2 separate regions of the Mus musculus genome follow, and region 1 is linked to region 2. The links are chromatin contacts, called in public promoter capture Hi-C maps. All regions are on one chromosome and are shown on one strand. The core of a region is the stretch at or near the end of the contact, and the rest is flanking DNA. Distances in the headings are between cores, read along the strand shown. Region 1 overlaps Als2 (alsin Rho guanine nucleotide exchange factor). Region 2 overlaps Trak2 (trafficking protein, kinesin binding 2).

Region 1 (4,451 bases), core at 713-3,212, 230 kb before region 2:
TTGGATGCCCTGGAGCTAGAGTTACAGGCAGTTGTTAGCAACCTGTATGGGTGCTGGGAACCTAGCCCAGAACCTTAGCAAGAGTGGTGCACACTCTTAACCCCTGAGCCATTTCTCTAGCCCAGTCAATCGTTTGAGTCTTTCTAAGTAAAAACAATGAAATTGCTTCACTGCCATGGCACTCATAGTTTTATTGCTGAGGTTGCTTGCTTAAAGGCCAAAATACTGTTCTGGAAAGATGGCTTAACTCATTGGGAAATGGATGTTCCAGCATGGACAAGAGGTGGCTAATGTTGGAGTTAGCTAGCATAAACTTTAACACAATGATGGCAGAAGTGCTCTGATGAGCAGCCAAAGTCATCCTTGAAATAGGTGTTAAATTGAATTACCAGGTGGGAGAGATGGCTCAGTGGTTAAGAGCACTGACTGCTCTTCCTAAGGTCCTGAGTTTAAATCCCAGCAACCACATGGTGGCTCACAACCATCCATAATGAGATCATATGTATAAGATCGCCCTCTTCTGGTGTATCTGAAGACAGCTATAGTATACTTAAATATAATAATAAATAAATCTTTTTTTAAAAAAAGATTACCATCAAAGAAGCAGAACTAACCAGTACCCCCCCCAGAGTTCCTGTCTCTAGCTGCATATGTAGCAGAAGATGGCCTAGTCGGCCATCACTGGGAAGAGAGGCCCCTTGGTCTTGCAAACTTTATATGCCCCAGTACAGGGGAACGCCGGGGCCAAGAAGTGGGAGTGAGTGGGTTCTATAAGAAGAACCAAATTCAAGTTTTAGATTGCCAGAGTACAGTCCCTTAAAGACTTCAGCTGGGCACAGAAGCAGACTGAGGTGCTAATGGAGGAGACAGTGAACTTGGGGGTCAGTCGGAATGGTCTGAAGAAACACAGCAAAAACTCAGGTGGGGTGGGAATGAATGCAGAGCCTGGAGAACTGATGGGCTTAAATGTCTAAAATATTCTAGAAGAAAAGAACCGGAGAGATGGCTCAGTGGTAAGACCACTGCATGTACTTCCAGAGGATTAAAAAGCCCACCAGAATTCTAGAACAGGAGAAATAATAATGATAAGGAGTGGGAGTTTTTGAGACCGTAATGGTTGAGAAAGGCTCAAGGTTTGGTAAAAGATAAACATCTAAGCTCAGGAGCTAAGTGGGTTCAGTGTCTAGAAAAGTGTGCACTACACGCAGAGCCCCCCAGTGAGTGAGTGTGTGCAGCGTGTAAGCAAGAGCCTGCAGCCCAGGGAGAAATGGCCCAACATTTCCAAAGCACTAAAAGAAAATTACAGGTGGACTTCCTGCTCACCTTTCTCCTTTAGCTTTTATCCTTTTCTCCATCCAACTGTCTTCACCTTTCCTAGCTTTGCTAAGCATTTTAATGGAATTTCCCTGAAATAGTCCTAAGTATGCTTGCAGGTAGGTGTCAGCTCTGTTTCTACTGCTAAAATACCAAGAAGGGTGCCTAGAGAGAGGACCGAGGTTTACAACAGCCTCAGAGCCTACACAAGAGGCTGCTCTCGTAGAGGTCCCAGGTTTAATTTCCAGCACCCACATGGTGGCTCTTACAGTCTATGACTCCACTCCTCAGGGATAGGGATCACTTCTGGCATCTGTGGTCATGTGCACACATATGGTGCATGCATACATATGTGTGTATAGATATATACGTGTGTGTGTGTGTGTGTGTGTGTGTATACACACAAACATATGCATGCACACATATTTTTTCAGGCAAAACATTTGAAAACAAAATATACCTAAAAATTTTAAACCATGCAGAAGTGCTTGCTTTGATCTTTGTGTATAGCTGCTACATTTGATTTTCTAGAAATCCGTTTTTATGCCACTTTTCATTTGCATTTGAGTAGCAGGTCAGGCATGTAGAGTACATCAGGCTGTGCTAGGTGAATGTAAACTCTTGTAGCAGGTCAGCCAATACCATTTTGAGTGACTTGTGTAACTTGAGGTCAGCTGCTGTTGCTGAACGTGTTAGGCCTGGGCTAGGTCAGTGGGTGCTCACGGTGAGCAAGGTGGGTCTGTGTCAGACCCTCCCCCTCCCCCTCAGCTGCTGACGGTTTGACGTGTGCTTTCTCACATGAAAAGCTGGCCTTTCTGCTTCCTCTTCACAGTCCAGAAATACTAAGCCGCTCTCAGACTCAGACCCTGGAGAGTTTGGAGTACATTCCCCAGCACATTGGCGCCTTCTCTGTGGAGAAATATGATGACATCAAGAAGTATTTAATAAAGGTAAACAAGTCAAAGTGACATCGGCTTTGTGAATGAAACGATCAGACAGCTGGGTGTGGTCATGTACACCTGAAGTTTCAGCACATGGAAGGGTCTAGGCCATCTGCTAAAAAATATGTAGTTAGGCTGAGCAACTTGAAACCGTGTCTTATCCCTACTCTTCCTTCCCTCCCCCCCCCCCAGACTCTCCAAAACAAACAAGGTCATCATTCAAAGGTTAACCTAATATTGGTTTTACTTTCTCTGTTTTGTTTGCTAAATCTTTGATTTTTTTTTTTTTAAATGGGTCTCACTGTGTATCCCAGATTGGCCTTGAGCTCAGGGCAATCCTCCTGCCTGAGCCTCCCAAATGCAGAGATTATAGGTTCTAGCCACTAAGCTCTAATTTATTTTCTTCTTATTGATAGATAATAATTACATTTTATAGGAAACAGTATAATATTCTGGTACATTTATATATTATATATCGATCAATTCAGGATACTTAGGTATCCTTGTGATGAAAACAAAGTCCTTTCTTCTATCTGTTTTGAGCTGTGCAATATTGTTAGCCATAATCCTCCTCTGTAAACAACACCATTGCTAACTCTTCTGCAGTAGAAAACCTGAGCCATAAAAAAGGACAAAGTGGAATTTCTGATGTAGAGTATTGTACTGGCTAGTTTTGTGTCAACTTGACACAGCTGGAGTTATCACAGAGAAAGGAGCTTCAGTTGAGGAAATGCCTCCATGAGATCCAACTGTCAGGCATTTTCTCAATTAGTGATCAAGGGGGAAAGGCCCCTTGTGGGTGGGACCATCTCTGGGCTGGTAGTCTTGGGTTCTGTAAGAGAGCAGGCTGAGCAAGCCAGGGGAGGCAAGCCAGTAAAGAACATCCCTCCATGGCCTCTGCATCAGCTCCTGCTCCCTGACATGTTTGAGTTCCAGTCCTGACTTCCTTGGTGATGAACAGCAGTATGGAAGTGTAAGCTGAATAAACCCTTTCCTCCCCAACTTGCTTCTTGGTCATGATGTTTGTGCAGGAATAGAAACCCTGACTAAGACAAGTATCATCACCAGAAAGATTTTAACATTTCCAACCTAACAAAAGTCAGCCTGGCACATTTCTGTAAGTTCAGCCCTTGAGAGGCTAAGACAGGAGGATCAATCACAAATTTGAGGCCAACCTAAGCCACGTACCAGAACTCTATTTCCAAAACAAACAACAATGAAAGAAAGAATAGATGCTGGAGAGCTGGCTCAACAGGTGAGAGCAGAGGACCCTGCAACTGCTGGCAACGGCTGTCCTGGGCTTCTGAGGCAGCTGCATGCAATCACACTGATAATTTTTAAAAAACCTTTAAAATATATAAAAAGGAAAGCAAAAATAAAACCTGTTGTAGGATGTATATGGAATGTTGCCTTGAAGAAAAGCAAGTCCTGACGTTGCTTCTGCTGTTGTACAGTGAGACCTGTCTCAAAACAACAAGTATCCCCAACGCTAGCGCCTTACACCAGGTAGACTAAAGATGTGGAAGTTAAGGAATCTGACTTTTCCTGACACTGGGGAAATGGTTTTTTAGGGACTGCTCTTACTGCCTACTGATCATGTTCCTTGTTTCTGGTCTCAGGCCTGTGATACTCCTCTGCACCCACTGGGCAGGCTTGTGGAGACCCTGGTTGCGGTGTATAGAATGACATATGTGGGTGTAGGGGCCAACCGCCGGTTACTGCAGGAAGCTGTGAAGGAGATTAAATCTTATCTCAAGAGGATTTTCCAGCTTGTGAGGTAAGATCGTTACACTGAAAGCTGCAGAGTGGTCTGTGGCATCTTCAACCGGAGTCTAGATGTTGCAGCCTTGTGAGGTACTTGAGTGTCCCCCTCTATCATAGGAAGTACTCATCTAAAAAAAGCTTTATGCTACAGATCCATAAAGAGACTAAATAATGGAAGTGCATTTTTAATTGTTCATGTGATATTTACTACCTCATATAACTGAAGGCTAAAATAAACTCTGGTTTTCTAAGTCTAATTTGGTGTAAAATATAGTAGTCATATTTGTATTTAACTTGGAGGCTTAATCATGCCTCTAAAACCTAACCACAGAATAGAGTTGGTGGAAGTTCAGTCCCTGAGGATATGCCCAGTCTGGTCCCTTCCCACGAGCAGCATGTGTACTCATATACTCAGTAGGAGCCAGTGAGCAC
Region 2 (4,366 bases), core at 1,069-3,568:
AGCCTCTCTAATTTCCCCTTTGACTCCTCTAATTCTGTTGCTCACTTTGCACTTTGTCTCTGAGACTTGTATCCCTCGTGTTTCTAATTGTATCTCTGTTCTTCACTGACTGTTTTTTCTGTGATCTCTACTTAGACATAAGACAACTTCATGAAGATGCACTAGCCCTAACAGAAGCAGCTATGACTGCTCAACAGATGTCTTTATGCAAAGCATCTAGTTAGCACTGAACACCCCCTTCCTTCCACTCCCATCTCTCACAGGAGCCTTGAATTCACATTTCTCCTGCCTCTCCCCATTTAGTGTTGAGATTGCAGGTGTGCACTACCACACCCAGCTGAATAAGTTCCCGATAAGTTCCTGCTTTCTGTTGTTCTTTGTTTTAAGTAGGCATATATGTACATGTATATATGTGTGTGTGTGTGTGTGTGTGTGTGTGTGTGTGTGTGTATAAATACATTGCATTGCAACCTTTGTTTATTTTGTTTTGATGTTTCTTTATGACATCTCACTATATAGTACTGTCTGGCCTCAAATTCTTAGAGATCCACCTGCCTCTGGCCTTCCAAGTGCTGGGATTAAAGGAGTGTGCCACCATGCCTGGCTCTTTGATCGTTTTGAAACTAGGTCATGTTAAGTTGTGTAGGTTTACCTGAAACTTTTTCTGTAGCCTAAGCTGGCCTCCAACTCACTGTCCTTTGCCTCAGCCTCCTGAGTGCTGGGATCACATGTTCCTGGCCTGGATTCTGACTCCTTTCATGCACATTACTAAACTACTAAAACATTATGCATTACATGTACGCATTACTGAAACATATCATTATGGTCATTCCACTTGTATGTGTGCTTCTGAAAACAAAATACTTAAGTCAGTACTGTGTGGGTATTCTTGTCCCTATGTCGGGCATGCTTTGTGAATATCTACAGTGTATAAATTCTGTTGGTAGAATTGTTGAGTTGCAGTTCCTGTGCATCGAAAGCTTGGTAGACATTGGGAAAGCCTTTCTAAAACCTTATAGCAATTTATACTGTTATCGGTAGAGCTTTGAATCAGCCTTTTCTCTAGGCCCTGTCTATCCAATAGTGAGTAAAGCTTAGCTAAGTTTCATGGTCCAGCAGATAAATATTTTGAGTGATGTTGAATTTCTTTTTTATCAGTGGATCTCCACCAGGAGTAGTTTTGCCTCCAGGGACATCTGGCAGTGTCTGGAGACATTTTACCTGTTGCATCTAGGAGAAGGCCTAGAAAGGAGATTCTGCTAGCATCTAGTCAGGACAGGGCAAGTGTTGTTAAGGTTCATTCAGTGTGGGCCACACAAATGACACAAATGCCAGCAGTGGCCAGAGCTGAACAACTTACTCCATTTCGTCTCTTTTATTGGTTATTATCTACAGTTCTTAAGTTATTACATTATTTGTTTTTGGATTGTCGTGTACATGGTTCCTCCGTCGCAGTTTGCCTTCAAGTAGCGTTTCACTGTTCTACATACAGCATAAAGGCCTGGCATGCATGTGCCTCCATGTGCCTCCAGGCCTGTGCGCTGCAGCACTGCATTGCAGTTCTCCATGATAGGGCACTGCAGTAAAGAGTGCTGACATCATGCTTCAGCTGTGGAATTGGATTACACTTGGCATCATTCATGCACGTTTGAAGCCATCACTCGGGCTACATGTGTCGTTCCCAAACTCTTCTCCTGTGCCCAAGTCCTTCCCTCACCCAGCCAGTTATCTGCTCTTTGACATTGTAGATATATTGGTGGTGGCGGAGTTTTTTCCTAGAAGTCTTACAAAAATGCAATCATAAACCATGAGCTGACTTTTTTTCTTTTCTTTCTTTTTTTGACCCACCCTAATTGCATTGAGGTTTACTCATGTTGTTGTGTATGTCTTAGAAAAACATTTTTAATGGCAGGTGATTAGAGTCCTGTTATTAAAGAGCATGCTGAATTCTGACCACCCTCTCTGTTCTTTGTTTTAGGCCATGACTGTCCAGGATTGGTAACCACATGAGAGCACTTACAGCTGCAGATGTCACCTGACTCATCGCAGAAAATCTGTTCTAAAGAAAATATCCATATGACCACGCCCATTTCTTTACTAAATGGCTTAATGGATTTCCTTTCCTGCGATTCATACGAAAGCTGCCCCTTTCAACCAAAGCAGGAAAGGATTCTGCATGAGTCAATCCCAGAATGCCATTTTCAAATCACGAACAGGTGAAGCAAACCTCATGAGTAGCAATCATAGAGACTCGGAGAGCATCACTGGTGAGTTCACTTTGATAATGTTGAAGTGTTATTTCCTACCGGACAAAGTGCAAATTCCTCAGTCTGATCTGCATGACCTGCTGTGATGAAACCCCAGCCTCCCTATGCAGCCTGGTGACCCTGAGACAGAGTGACTTAAGTCAGTTCATCCTTGTCTCCTCTCACATTAGCAAAGTCTGCCTTCTGTGCAGTTCTTTGTGCCTGCCTCCCATATATCCACTGAACCCCTGTGAGCAGGACTTGTAAGCTAGCTCACTGACTTGTGGATTTGGAAGACAAAGTTGTAGGCCCTTGATGTTATATCTGCAAGAATAAATAATTTTAAAAATAAATAAATAAAAGAACATAAGAGAGCTTGCTGTGCTGCCATAAGGACCAGACTTCATTTTCCAAAGGAGCAGAGGGGTTCAGCCTTCTTGGAAAAGACTGACACTCAGCCAGCTCACTCTAGTTACTTTATTCAAACATTATACAAGGTTACTTGAGGCTGGGAAAGGTTCCAGCTACCAAAGTTATCTTGCCCTTGCTGTCCCTGAGAGCAGACAGCGCACACAGATCTCAGTCATTGGCTAGCCATAAACAAAGTAAGAACCACAGGTTTGCCAGGAGTACCCTAGGACCAAGGTTGGTTCTAGCTGCACACTCTCACGTAGCACCTAGTACAGATTCTCTAGAGAGACAACATTTCTTCAAGGTTCAAACAATCTCAAAACAATTTCTCAGCCTCTACTGATTAACCCAAACATATCTACTGATTGACCCAAACATAGCTCTCTCTCTCTCTCTCTTTCTCTCTCTCTCTCTCTCTCTCTCTCTCTCTCTCTCTCTCTCTCTCTCCTTTCTTTGGTTTTTCCAGATAGTACTTCTCTTTGTACCCCTTGAACTCACAGAGACCTGCCTGTCTCAGCTTCCTAATTGCTGGGATTAAAGCATGTGTCGGCTAGGCAGTGGTGGTGCACGCCTTTGATCCCTGTGCTTGGGAGGCAGAGGCAGGCGGATTTCTGAGTGCAAGGCCAGCCTGGTCTACAGAGTGAGTTCCAGGACAGCCAGGACTACACAGAGAAATCCTGTCTTGAAAAAAACAAACAACAAAAAAAGCATGTGTCACCATGCCCACAAGATTTTTTAATTTGTGCTTTTAAAATTATTATTTTTTAACCTTCTTTGCTATTGTAACAGAAAAGCAGTCATAGATTAACCATGAAAGAATGAATATGATCGTGTTCTGATCAAACTTGTCTTTAAGACCAGCAAAGGCTGTAGGTTCTGCCCTGCTGGCTGCTGCCCCACACCATGATCACTTGGTAAGGTCAGTCCATTGCTTTGAACCATTTCTGTAATCTGCACTGTAGCTTCTTTGGGGACTTTAGTTTCCTTGATGACTAATAACACTGAGTGTGCTTTCATATGCAGTTATTGGCCATTTAAAAATTCATGCAGTCTATGCAAAAATCATATGAATTATGTGAAATCCTGTTGAATTATGTGATCTTGATATATTCTATATAAGGGATTTTCCTTAGTTTAATTTTGTGTTGAGAAATCATCTGGCGATAAGAATCTTATTCCAGGACTGTGTCTCATCTGCTTTACATGGTGTAGTGGCTATTCCTGGTTGTCAACTTGACAATATTTGGAATGAACTACAATCCGGAATTGGAAGGCTCACCAGTGACCCTTATCTGGAGGCTTGGAGATCCTTATCTGGATCTTGGTTTGGAGATCTTGAGCCATAGTGGCTATGGATTCCAGAAGATTGAATCTCCAAGTTTAAGGAACACACCTTTAATCTGGGCTACACCTTTTCATCTGGGATTAAGGGTGTGGTGGAACACACCTTTAATCTGGGCTACACCTTCTGCTGGAGACAATATAAGGACATTGGAAGAAGGGAGTCTAGCTCTAGCTCTTGCTCCTTCGCCTGCTTGCTGTGTGAGACTGAGTAACTGCTAGATCCTTGGACTTCCATTCACAGCTGTGACTGAACCATTGTTGGGAATTGGGCTGCCAACTGTAAGTCATCAATAAATTCCTTTACTATCTAGAGACTATCCATAAGTTCTGTGACTCTAGAGAACCCTGACTAATACCGAAGTTGG

The links. Capture Hi-C pulls out chosen DNA fragments and counts their contacts.
Region 1: a promoter capture Hi-C map of liver shows a contact between it and region 2. The contact joins two enhancer-like sites. A contact is called at or near these places in 2 of 9 other capture datasets (adipose tissue and liver).

What each region holds. Positions count from the first base shown.
Region 1 is chr1:59,172,737-59,177,187 of GRCm38.p6, reverse strand. It overlaps Als2 (alsin Rho guanine nucleotide exchange factor), which reads left to right. Exons shown (of 34, transcript NM_028717.6): 26 at 2,147-2,264; 27 at 3,875-4,032. Among named protein-coding and RNA genes, the nearest start is that of Mpp4, 13 kb to the right of the region's middle. Within about 2 kb of position 1,962, at least 8 of the 459 cell types and tissues checked have an H3K27ac peak or open chromatin away from gene starts, as enhancers often do. A contact at or near this core is called in liver, where this site is marked.
Region 2 is chr1:58,944,148-58,948,513 of GRCm38.p6, reverse strand. Trak2 (trafficking protein, kinesin binding 2) reads left to right here. Exons shown (of 16, transcript NM_172406.3): 2 at 1,979-2,267. The coding sequence starts at 2,177. Among named protein-coding and RNA genes, the nearest start is that of Trak2, 27 kb to the left of the region's middle. Within about 2 kb of position 2,318, at least 24 of the 459 cell types and tissues checked have an H3K27ac peak or open chromatin away from gene starts, as enhancers often do. A contact at or near this core is called in liver, where this site is marked.